Regions from separate parts of the Mus musculus genome. Here region 2 is linked to region 1. The links are chromatin contacts, called in public Hi-C maps. All regions are on one chromosome and are shown on one strand. The core of a region is the stretch at or near the end of the contact, and the rest is flanking DNA. Distances in the headings are between cores, read along the strand shown. Region 1 overlaps Fstl4 (follistatin-like 4). Region 2 overlaps Fstl4 (follistatin-like 4).

What was found. A called contact is a pair of places that touch in the nucleus more often than the background predicts.
Region 2: a Hi-C map of the N1E-115 cell line shows a contact between it and region 1, with 2.6 times the contacts expected there. The contact joins two enhancer-like sites. A contact is called at or near these places in 10 of 39 promoter capture datasets (the 3T3-L1 cell line, the HPC-7 cell line, cranial neural crest and 6 more), 23 of 484 Hi-C or Micro-C datasets (the AtT-20 cell line, CD4 T cells, CD8 T cells and 14 more) and 5 of 115 datasets of contacts at active chromatin or transcription factors (the SCID.adh cell line, T-cell acute lymphoblastic leukemia, double positive thymocytes and 2 more).

The regions. Positions count from the first base shown.
Region 1 is chr11:53,064,651-53,070,514 of GRCm38.p6, forward strand. Fstl4 (follistatin-like 4) reads left to right here. Exons shown (of 16, transcript NM_177059.3): 5 at 3,890-4,083. Among named protein-coding and RNA genes, the nearest start is that of Gm11186, 52 kb to the right of the region's middle. Within about 2 kb of position 3,646, at least 8 of the 459 cell types and tissues checked have an H3K27ac peak or open chromatin away from gene starts, as enhancers often do. A contact at or near this core is called in the N1E-115 cell line, where this site is marked.
Region 2 is chr11:53,131,039-53,136,650 of GRCm38.p6, forward strand. Fstl4 (follistatin-like 4) reads left to right here. Exons shown (of 16, transcript NM_177059.3): 7 at 2,989-3,155. Among named protein-coding and RNA genes, the nearest start is that of Gm11186, 14 kb to the left of the region's middle. Within about 2 kb of position 1,798, at least 25 of the 459 cell types and tissues checked have an H3K27ac peak or open chromatin away from gene starts, as enhancers often do. A contact at or near this core is called in the N1E-115 cell line, where this site is marked.

The DNA.
Region 1 (5,864 bases), core at 2,396-4,895:
TCCCTTGCTGGCAAGAAACTGTATAACTGAGGCTGGTCTCAAACTTTCAGTGATCCTTCTACTCCTGACTCCTGGGTGCTGGGATTCGCTCCCCTGTCTTGACTCTATTTGCTCATCCACGTGCTCACCTGTGTATCTCTTCGATTGGCACACCATCCTTTTATCGTGTGGACATCAGGGGACAGCTCTGAGGATTCCCTTTCTCTCTTTCCACCTTTCCGTGGCTCCCAGAGATGGGACTCAGGCTGGCATGTGATAACTAGTTTGGAAACAGAGTTTGGAACCTCGGGTAGACAGGTCTGGCAGATGCAAGAATGTGTGTGTGGCCCTGGGGTAGTTGAACCACTCCTGACTGTCCCCAGGAAAGGGGACATTGTGAAGTACACACTCCTCTGAAACAGCCATCGTGGGGTCAGGGAGGAGAGCTCATCCTGCGACTGAACTGCAAGGCTGGCACATAGCATGGGATGGTGACACAGAGCCACCAGGAAGGCGTGTTTGCAGAAGCATCAAGTGTGTCCCTAGGAAGAGAGGGTAAACCACAGACACTAAAGAGATGGCCTCCATGGGTGAATAAACCCCTACACCTGGGTGGCTTTCACTGCTATGTCCTCAGATCTTTCCAACGAGTGGGGCTGGGGGTGGGACTAGAAGAGTTCAGTTGACTCTGAGCAGATGACGTAATGGTTTGAGTCTAGGTGGACTTCTCCATGCCGCTCATTTGAAATATGGCTGCTCTGCGTGACAAAGAGAGATGTAAGACTCTCTGCCAGAAACAGGGAGTAACTCAATAGTCGCATACTTACCTAGTGCTCACAACACCCTGGGTTCAGTTCCCTAGCACTGCAGAGGACTGGTGGACAGGTGGGACAGATCCTCAGGAAGGGACAGACAGACAAGAGTTGGGAACATCAGGTTGCTGTGTCTGGCTCCCACACCAGCCTGTGGCCTCTCTGTCCTTCTGAGATGGACCGCCTGCCCTCTCCTGCCTTAATGGTGTCCATGGACCCGTGAGTGACTCTTTCTAGCTCCACTGGCCTCCAGATGCTCGCTGTGTACACTGTACACCATACACTGTACACCATGCCTTCCCCACTGCCTCCTGCCATAGCATAGCTCACACACAGCGGGTCTGAGCCTCTGCTCCACTCCCCCTCCCTAATGGATCTCCTACTCCTTAAGGCACTCTTAAAGCCTTAGAACGCCCACATAGAGTGTCAGTACATACTGCTACACAGATGGGAGCAACACAGCCTAGGCAGTGCAGGACACTGACCCTAAAGACTCAGGTTACTCAACTGGGCCCCCAGCTTGGCTTCTAGACACAGGATAAAAACCTCTGAGTCCTCAGAACAACAGTATAGAATTTTTTTTTTTTGAGACATGGTCTCATATAACCCAGACTAGACTCAAACTTGCTCTTTAGCTGGAAATGACCTTGAGCTTCTGATCCCCCTGCCTCCACCTCAGGATTTTCAGGGTAACAGGCATGGACCATAACTCCCAGTTTTATGCAGTTCGGGCAATTGAACCCAGAGTTCCCTGCAGGCTAGCCAAGCACTCAACCAATCAAGTTGCATCCACAGCCTAAAGTGCTTCAGGATTTGGTAGGAGAGCAGAGCCTGAGAAGTTATCACAGCCCCCTCTCTTACAGCCCCCACCAAGCCCACCTCAGCAGGACCACATCATGGTCTCCCCAGCAGCCATGGGGAGGTTGTCTAGCTATTGCACAGGGCATCAGGCAGCACCAAGAACCTGTGGGAAGAATGGGGGACCAGTAAACCTAAGACCACACTCCCCATCTGATCTGCCCTATCTAACCTTCTGGTGGCCCTGGTGTCACGGGTTCTCAGAATGCTCATCTCTGACCAGCATATCTGAGGGAAGCCTTCTATTAATACCACATTAGTCACTCTAGACACCAGCTTCCCAGTCTGTAGTGCAGGTGCCTGTCCCCAGGGAAACGACAGTGCCTCCAGTTTATGCACAGTATCCACGTGAATGAACATTTCCACCAGTGCCCACCCCAGCAGATACCCTCCTACTCTCACTCTGCCCACCCCATTCCTGCTCCCTTTGCCAGCACCAGACTTTACCCTCTTTGGTAAGGTGATAGACTGACTCAGGTAAGACCATGCTCTTTCCCCAAAACATAGTTTTTTGAGAGAGAGAGAGAGAGAGAGAGAGAGAGAGAGAGAGAGAGAGAGAGAAGAGAGAGAGAGAGAGAGAGAGAGAGAGAGAGAGAGAGAGAGAGAGAGATCCATCCACCAGACACATTCTTCCAGCCATATTGGCTTTGCCATGAGACCATGCTCAGTATGGAGGCCAGAGCTATGAAGATCTAAAAATGGGGTACATCAGCTTATGGGTCCTGGGAGCTCTCCAAAATGGATCACCTGCCAGGCACAAGAGGGATGTGAGCAGGTCAGGGGAGATGGGAGGGAGCCCCACCGCCTAAGCATGGTGACTCCCAGGGAGCAAATAGATTTGATTATATTGAACACTGCAATTGATTTTTTTCTTCTAAATAAACACACAAAGGAAATAGTAATGGGCGTTTGTTTCTGACAAGAATCAATTGACCCCAAATTGGAAGAAAATCTAGAAACACAAACAAGTGCAGGAAAGGGTATCTGGGCTTCTCCAATGAGAGAGGGAGGGCAGGAGAGAAAAACAGCTCTTCACGTGCATCCCTGCTCTCCCGTGGATCCCTGCTCTCCCCGTTGAGGTTCCAACAACTGAAAGTGGGAGAGTAGCTATCAATCACTGAGCCTTGGCTCAGAGTAAAGATGTGTGTGACCATATTAATTAACCATCATGATATCCCCGCTGTGGGATGCAGTATTATCCCATCTCTCAGATGAAATCACTGAGGCCTGTGTTAAACTTTCCCAGGTTACACAACCTGGAAACAGCAGAGTTGGGACTCACAAAGCCAGGAGTTCCCAAACTCAAACCTGTTCACTATCCGGCTGGCCCTGAGAGCTTAACCTGGCACCTTCAACTGGCGTTAGAATTCAAGGGAAGAGACCCTAACCCCAGACAGTCCAGACCTAGCACCCCTTGATCTTCTCTAAAGAATGGAGGGTGGGGGAGCCCACATCAGCATTCCCCAGTCTCAACAAAGCCAGGCCCAGGAACTGTTTGTATCCCCTGGCTGGATGGGGAGGCAGAGCTGGAGGAGCACTGCTCTGTGACATCCCTGCGGCCCCCTATTTACTGGCTGCGCTCTGTATGGTGGCCCCGTCACCAGCAAGATAAACCATGCCATGTCACAGTGCATCACAGGCCTCATTTGCCAAAGAACCATGCAATGTCGACGCGTTCAGCGAGCACAGCCGTGATAAAAGGCCTAAGACTAATGGGCTGTGTGCTCGGTTTAGTCTCCTAAAGCTTCCTTTTGTCTCTTGGTCGTGGACTTGTGTACACATGTTTGTTTTCAAGTAACCCAGCTCTGGGAGTGTACCTAATTACCGTAAGCAGGGATTATTAGCCCTGTTAACTAAAACTCCCTAATCTATGAGGCCAAGCATTCAAAAGCAGCCTTTAAAATAGGATTAAGACAAAAGGCAGACTGTGACAGAGTAGAATTGGGGCTGGCTTTCCTCGAACCATGAGATAACAGCTGCAGACTCCACTGGAAGAATTTTCCAGACTCCCTCTGGTTCATTTAGTATTGGTATATGATATCTGGCTTAAATATCAGTAGGCTGGGTGATGGGGCAGATGGACACGTGAACCCTGCTCTATGATGGTGACACTGTTTAGTGCACACTGGAAATGTCCCAACAATTGTTTGCAACTGAGAGAGATAAACTGACTGACGGGCAGAACATTCTTTCCAGCCCCCAGGGTGCACCTGACGTAACAGCTGTCTTCTCTTTTACAGGAGACATGTGCACCATGGCTGGCTATGCTCGTCTCAAAAATGTCCTCCTGGCACTCCAGAGCCGCAGACAGCCGCTCCCACAAGGAACCCCCAGGCAAAGCCTCGCCTCCCAGAAGCGCCTCTTGGTGGAGTCACTGTTTAAGGACTTGGATGCCGACGGCAATGGGCACCTCGGCAGCTTGGAGCTGGCTCAGGTGGGTGTGGCATTCAGGTGGAGCCCGAGGAGATATCCTGCGTGCGTGCATGGTGAAGGATCACACAAGCTCCGTGGTGGGAAAGGTTGTTTATAATTGTCTCTGTCACCAGTTGCCAAGGGGACCCTCTCCCCCACCCTTCCTAGGACTCACAGCTTGTCAGCGCCTCTGAGAATGTCTTACACACAGAATTCTGTCTCCTGCCACCTGCCACCTCAGCCCAGGTTTACAAGCGGTTTTGATGCTTTCTTGGCTTCGGGGAAAGCCTCCCTCAAAGGGGCTGCCCACTGGTGTTTTCCTTAGAAAACTAGTCTTTGGTGCTTTGAGCCTGTCATTTTCTACAGAAGGAATGTCAAAGAAGAACAGTACTTGCAGCAGCGAGCATCTTTGGCACTCCAGTCTGGGGGTCCCCAAGGCCTCTGCCCAGTGACAGTTCTCTCTAGCATCCAAATGTCAATGACCCAACCCCCTGACTGTTTTGCTTGTGGGAAGCCCTGTGTCCACCCAGCAAAGGCACTAGTCTAAGAATGCCCAGGGTGGACAAATACAGCCTTTTCTGTAGGACAGCAGCCAAGAATACAGGGTTCAAAGCTAATCATGAGCTAGTGAGTCTCTGGAGGCCCCTCACTCCTAAGCTGCGATTTCTCAGCCGTGAACCTCATCGCCTCAGGGTCGTCATGGGAATTTATGGTGCTAAAACATGTAAGACATGTGACACGTTTAACATTATACTTGGCACATAGGATGTTCTCAGTGGTCATCAATGGGCAGCAGCAGCAGCAACATCACCACCACCACCATCATCATCATCGTCGTCATCGTCGCCCCCCCCTTTATCCTTCAGCATCCTCTCTTGTAAGGTCAGAACTGCTACTATCCCATTTTACAGATGCTTTTAGGTGAGGAATCTGTGACTCTAGGGTATCGAGTAACCAGTGTCTCTGTCCCACTCACCACACAAACCCAAGCATCCTAGGCCTGTTGCCCACAGATGGCATGGTGTCATCGGGCCAGCAAACCCCTACTCTATCAGTGCTAGTCATCCCTCAGCTCTAGCTGAGACCCCAAAGGGCATGGCTAGGAGCTCTCATTTGACAAGAATGGCTCTGAGAAAGTCCAGAGGCCTTGCTAATTATGATTGCCTGCCAGGAACACACCCCATCTGTTATTCCTCATACCACGACCTGAGCAGGAAGCCCAGGGCAAGTGACATCAGCCTGCCCTGGGTAGAGGCAGCTGTGAGCACCTGGTTCCCAAGCCCGAGTGGCTCCCAACAGATCTTCTTGGGCTCGTTGCTCTAACCTGGCAGAGACGTAGCCAGAGGCACTTGAAGCCATTAACAAGCATGGTAATTGGACTGTGATTTCCTCTTTAAAATTTAATATATTTAAAGTCTGTCTCATAAATCCGCCGAGCAGAACCCAGCTAATGTGGGCCTTGCCTTGACACTGAGTCAGAGGCACCGGAGGGAAGAACTCGTTGGTCCTATGAAAAGTTAATCAATTTCCAATGTAGAAATAGACAAAGGGAAATTTCCGTCTTCGAGAGATTGATCCGAGGCGTCATGGTTGATCTCCTTCTTATCGAACACCCTCACTTCTGGGTGAAGGGTCATTTTTTTAACATTATCACATTAAATTGCCTTTAATATAGCAAACCAAACTGGGAATGTTAAACAAAGGAAAAAATGCCTCTACCTCCACCCCTCCAAAATAAAATAAAATCATTTCCTCTCTCTTGATTTTCTTTGTAGCAATCTCCCTTGAGCCTCTGTGTGTTTT
Region 2 (5,612 bases), core at 548-3,047, 65 kb after region 1:
CCTCTCATCCTCTGCTTTGCACTGCCTCACTTAAGATTCTCAGGCCCCTCCTTACCTTGGAAGGCCTCACAGAAGCCTCAAGGATGTCCACTATACTCACAAGAGTCCACAGAGGTCCAAGCAGAGGGGCACCACTGTGTGCTAGTTACCTAGGGATGTGATGCAGGCATCTGGGGAAATCACAGCAGAGAAGTGGAGCTCGAGGGACCAGGAGAAGCCTTGTCTCCTGCAAACTCTGTAATGATTGCTTGGCCCATCTTTCTAGTCTTGATGGAGGTTGATGCAGAGAGTGGTGATCCCTTTAGTGCCTAGCCTCACTTCTTCTCCCGAGGCACTGAGAAAGATGCAACTGAAAATCCCTCCGTTGGTAAGCCTGGCTCGTGCCTACAATTCCACACAGTCCATACGCATGGATGTTCCGGGTATAAACAGAGAGCTTCTCTGTGCAGCTTCGTCCCAGCCGCCCTCCAGGCTGGCTTCCAAGGAAGAAGCCTGGCCTCTCTCCTGCTCCCCCTAGTTCTAACCAGAGGGACCTCCAGGCTACAAAGGTCAGCCCTGCCCCCATCCAAGCCAAGGCTCCCACAACTCTAGGCCACTAGCACACCTTCAGGCTTTGATCCAGCTCACAGGATGTTGGGAGCAGACTGCTATAGGAGTGTGCAGTATCTTTCAAAGTCCCTCAGGAGGATCCCTTCCTCTATATACCTGGGAGACTTCTTACTCCCCATAGTTCCCCGGGGCAAAAGCAGCATTGTCTCCATCTTCTTGCTCCCAGAGCACAGTGGTCATCCAATGAGGAAGAGCTCCTTTCTCCGGCTGAGAACCCTGGCGCCTAAGCCCCAAGGACCCCAGAGCTCAGTAGGATCTGCACAATAGTTCCATCAGATTCTCTCTCTCTCTCTCTATCTCTCTCTCTATCTCTCTATCTGTGTGTGTGTGTCTGTCTGTCTGTGTTTATCTGTCTCTCTCTGTGTCTGTCTGTCTATCTGTCTATCTGTCTCTCTCTGTGTGTCTGTCTGTCTCTCTCTGTATGTCTGTCTGTCTCTATCTGTCTCTCTGTCTATCTCTGTGTCTCTTTGCCTATCTCTGTGTCTCTTTGCCTATCTCTGTGTGTCTGTCTGTCTATCTGTCTCTCTGTATGTGTCTCTCTGTATCTCTCTCTGTATCTCTCTGTCTCTCTCTGTATCTCTCTCTGTCTGTCTCTCTCCCTTCTTCCTTTCCTCCTTTTCTCTCTTCCTTTTTTCTCTCTCTCCCTCCCTTTTTCTTCCTCTCCCTCCCTCTTTCTCTCCCCCCTCTCTTCCCTCTCTCTCCCTCTCTCCTTCCTTCCTGCCTCCTTCCCTCCCTTCCTCACCCCCTTCCATCACACCTTCCTCCCCATCCTCCAAGTCTGCAGAGCCAGGTTCTTAGTCTTGCCGCACCGTCTGCACCCTCTCTTTCCCTACCCTGAGCAGTAAAGCTCATGGCCCGGAGGTGGGAGGGCAACAGGCAGACCGTGATTTAAGAGGAAACTTGAAATGCACCGCTATAATGTTTGTAAAATATTATGCCGCCCGCGTCCGCATCCATCACCCGGTGCTTATCTCTCCTCGCACTGGCTCCTTCACTCCAGTCACATTTTTCCTCAGAGTGACCGCCCCTCCCCGCCGGCCCCTCGGCTCTTGAGCTCCTTTATTTTCATTTTCTCTGTTGTTCACCCATCCATCCAACACACGCCGAGGGAACGCCTTGTGTACAGCTTGATTGTCTTCGCAGGCCCAGGGCAGGGCCGCTAAGTGGCGAGGAAGGGATGTGGCTGCTGCAGATCTGAGGCACCTGCTTGCAACTCACACACTGCAGTGCTAAGCCTGCACCTCTTTTCTGTCCTGCTCCCTTCCCCCACATCCTGGCAAGAGAGCATGCCGCCCAGATGCACAGCCCGAGGTGCTGCCACTCCAGCTCCTGGCTCCCAGCATCCCACAGAGCTCAGTTCCCAGTTTATGCTTTGTTTCCAACACTTTGAAGGATATATCCGTCAGGGGATGTATGCCCCGATGCAATGGCATAGTGAGATAGCATAGCACCTTACAGTTTTGCCAGCACTTTAGACTGCATACAGATACACATACCCATCCCGGAGCCAACCTGCCTCCCTGGCTCCTGAGAGGACATAGAGAAAAAGCAGGGGACACCTGTTACATCCCCTCCACCTTAGCCTAGTCCCATGTTTGCACTGAGCAGCCTGGATTTGATTAATTTTTCATAAATCCTAAGAGTTTCAGAAAGCCTGAGGGGGGTGGAAATATTTTGCATCCTTCTATGTTTGCCTAAAGAGTGGCCAGTCTCCATGCCAGTTAGCAAGCAAAAATGACAAGGATTCATAATTTGGCCTGCCTGAAGTACACTAAGAAAAATACATACATACATACATACATACATACATACATACATACTGAAAGGCCCCAGTGCATTGTCACAGAACAGAAATCCAAATCCAAGCTCAGTGAATCTTCAGACAGAAACAGACTTTCAAAGGTCAGCCAGTTCGTTCTCCAGACCTCAGACAGCGCAACCTTTAAAGCTACCCCCAGATGGACGACATACCTGTCGGCTCACCAACAGACCTTGACCGTACCTAGCAGGTTCCAACTTCATTAAGCCAGAGCCCTCCAGGCAGCATATCCCACAACTGGCTGTGTGATTTCTCTGCTGGGTGTACCTTATGGGCCCTGGCAACCAGTGTTTTCAAGTCCACTCACGAACCTGTGGCCCAGATGTTCCAGGTTCCTGACTGGCTTTGACACATGGGACCTTTCTGATATTAGACATCATTATAACTGATCACCCAGTGAGGATGTCTATCAGTGTATTTAACTGTCACATTATAACCCATTTCTGGGGGACCCAAAGCTTCCTTTGGCCCTGCCCTTGAGTGAATCCATAACTGTTTACCTAGAGTTGGGATTTGACCTCTATGTCTGCCTCTGACCACTCTCTCCTGTCCCTCTACAGAGGTGATTCAGCTAAGCCTCGCCCCTGAGGACAAGGTCAGTGTGACTACCGTGACCGTGGGCCTGAGCACAGTGCTGACCTGTGCTATTCGTGGAGACCTGAGGCCACCAATCATCTGGAAACGCAACGGGCTCACTCTGAGCTTCCTAGGCCTGGAAGACATCAATGTAAGTCACCGAGTGCCCGAGTATGTCCTGGGGATGCCAACTTGTGGGGCACCATGTGGCAGTAGTGGCAGAGGGCTTTCTTTTATTAGGTCCATACTCAGCCTGACAGCTTTAGAGGATCCGAGTCCCTGAATGAAAAGGATGTGATGAATGACAGTTACCATCCTGATGATAGTCATGTCTAGTCACAGGGGATATTGACTGGGAGGCACATGGCCAGGGCAGGTGGCACCTGGCCCGGGCCCTGTTTTACCAAAGGCCCTAAGCCTGGTATCTGGAGAGGAATATTCTGTATGAGCATACTCTCATCCCTCACAGGGATGGGTCATAAGCTGCCAGAGAGCACAGCCAGGCAGAAGGCTTCAGAGCCAGAGAGAGATGTAGTTGCAAGGAGGGGACTCCCTCTCTCTACTAGATGGGCAGAAGGGTGGTCCCTATAGAAGGCAAAAGTGAGCAGGGTGACTGGCTGAAGGGAAGGTATGTGACAGATGAGGTGGGAGGTGACAAGTGAGGCCAGAGGAGGCTTGCTTTGAGGATCTTCTTCGTGGGGTAAGTACATGCAGATTCAAAGTCCTTCAAGCTACCTCTCTTCCCCAGACAGACATGTAGGTTATTCAGTCACGAGTAGCCCTGGCTTAGCATGGAACCAATCACAGTGTCCAAAGGCATTTACAAACTGATGCCAACTTCGAGAGCTTCTGTACATATAAACCCATACACCCAACATACACACACATGCACACATATGCACACATATACACATACCACACACAGGCACACAGAGACATACACACATCACTACATGACACACACAAAACCCATACAGCATGCACACATACACCACACACACAACACAACACAACACAACACAACACAGAACACACCATACATACTCACATACACATTCCTCATCAGAAGAGAGCAGGTGGGTGAGTTTACATAGCCTGATACTGGTGTGACCAATAGGAATACTTCTGCACCCTGAAGAGCCAGTGCTTTGTGATTTTGAGGAATCCCTGGGCCTGCTGATCCCTGGTAAATGTATCTCTAAGAAAGCAACCTGGGAAGCCCCTCCCTTCCACTGAACTTCAAGAAGGTGAACTTCAAGAAGATCTAATATATCAAATGGTCTAGCTTTGGCAGAGGGTTGATGTGGCGGCCCAGACATCAGCAATGCTACCCATGTTGGGGAGATGCTGGGGTAGCTGTGGGTCTTGGGCTAAAATAAGAGGAGTACAGTTTTCAAGCAGAGGAGACTGCCCTGGTCTTCTTGACTCAAGACAGAACAGTGGGTCCACAATAGGATGCTTGTGTCAGAAAAGGAAGACTCACGGGATGAATGGTCAGATCTATAAGGAAGTAGAATGGGGGTGGGGAAGAGAGGGACCTGACCTGAACCATGTGACCACAAAGGAGACTGATCTGAGCTCATGAGATGGTTTGCCATTGCTGCCATTGAGCCTGTCTCATGGCAGAGTAAGCCTCCTATCCCTGGGGACATGCAAACACAAGCAGAGACTGTGGTCAATGGTGCAGCCAGCCTCAAGATGTCAGCTAAACCCATGATCTGAAGATCCTTCAGTGCTGAGTCTATCATGGTGTAAGAGGTGCAGCCCAAAGAATAGGTGCCATTAGAGTGGAGAGTCAAGACTCTGGGCCCCTCTGGGTAGAACCTGCAGCTCATAGGAGAAACAGCTAGAAAAGGGTGACCACTCTGGAGTTTCTAAGCTGGCAGATCCGGCTAAGGAATGTCCTCAACCATCTTGTCACACAGGCAGGGTTATTTCCCTGAGGTTTCCCCTATGTGATGAGGACAGCCAGTATCCTCTCTCCTCCATCTCTGAGTGTCGGTGAAGCACTGCCCTGGTGGGTGCCTGGTAGACACTCAATGAGTAGAATCCTTGATCCCTTCATTCTCTGGATCCAAGATGGCGAGGCTTTGCCTGAGATCATAGCAAGAAAATTCAGTGTCTCGTGTGTGTGTGTGTGTGTGTGTTGGGTATGTGAGCTTGTGTATACAGCACCTCTCATAATTAGCATCCATTCACAAATGACTTTGGCCACTGTGACTGTCTCCTCCTCGCTAGGCCGGGGCCACTGGTGACTGAGTAACCTCCCGAGCATTGCTTGGTGCTCTATTTAAACACATCAGAAATAAAAGCAGAGGCAAACGCTCCTTAGTGCACTTGCCGTCAGTTAATTAAATTACTCAAACATGCCTCCAGCACCAACTCGATTGCATTTCTCCTTTTCAAATCAGGTTAGCAATTTGGATAATTGTGGGTGCAACCAGAGATTAATGGTCCCTCGTTACCTCCCCAGAAACACTTGCTCATGGTTGAGTAGGTAGCCTGCAAACAGGCGGCACCTGCTCCACGGGGGTCCTCACTACATGCAAGCGCACTCACACAATGCCCACGGTGGTTGCCTCCTCTACATCAGGGAGAGGGGAGCATC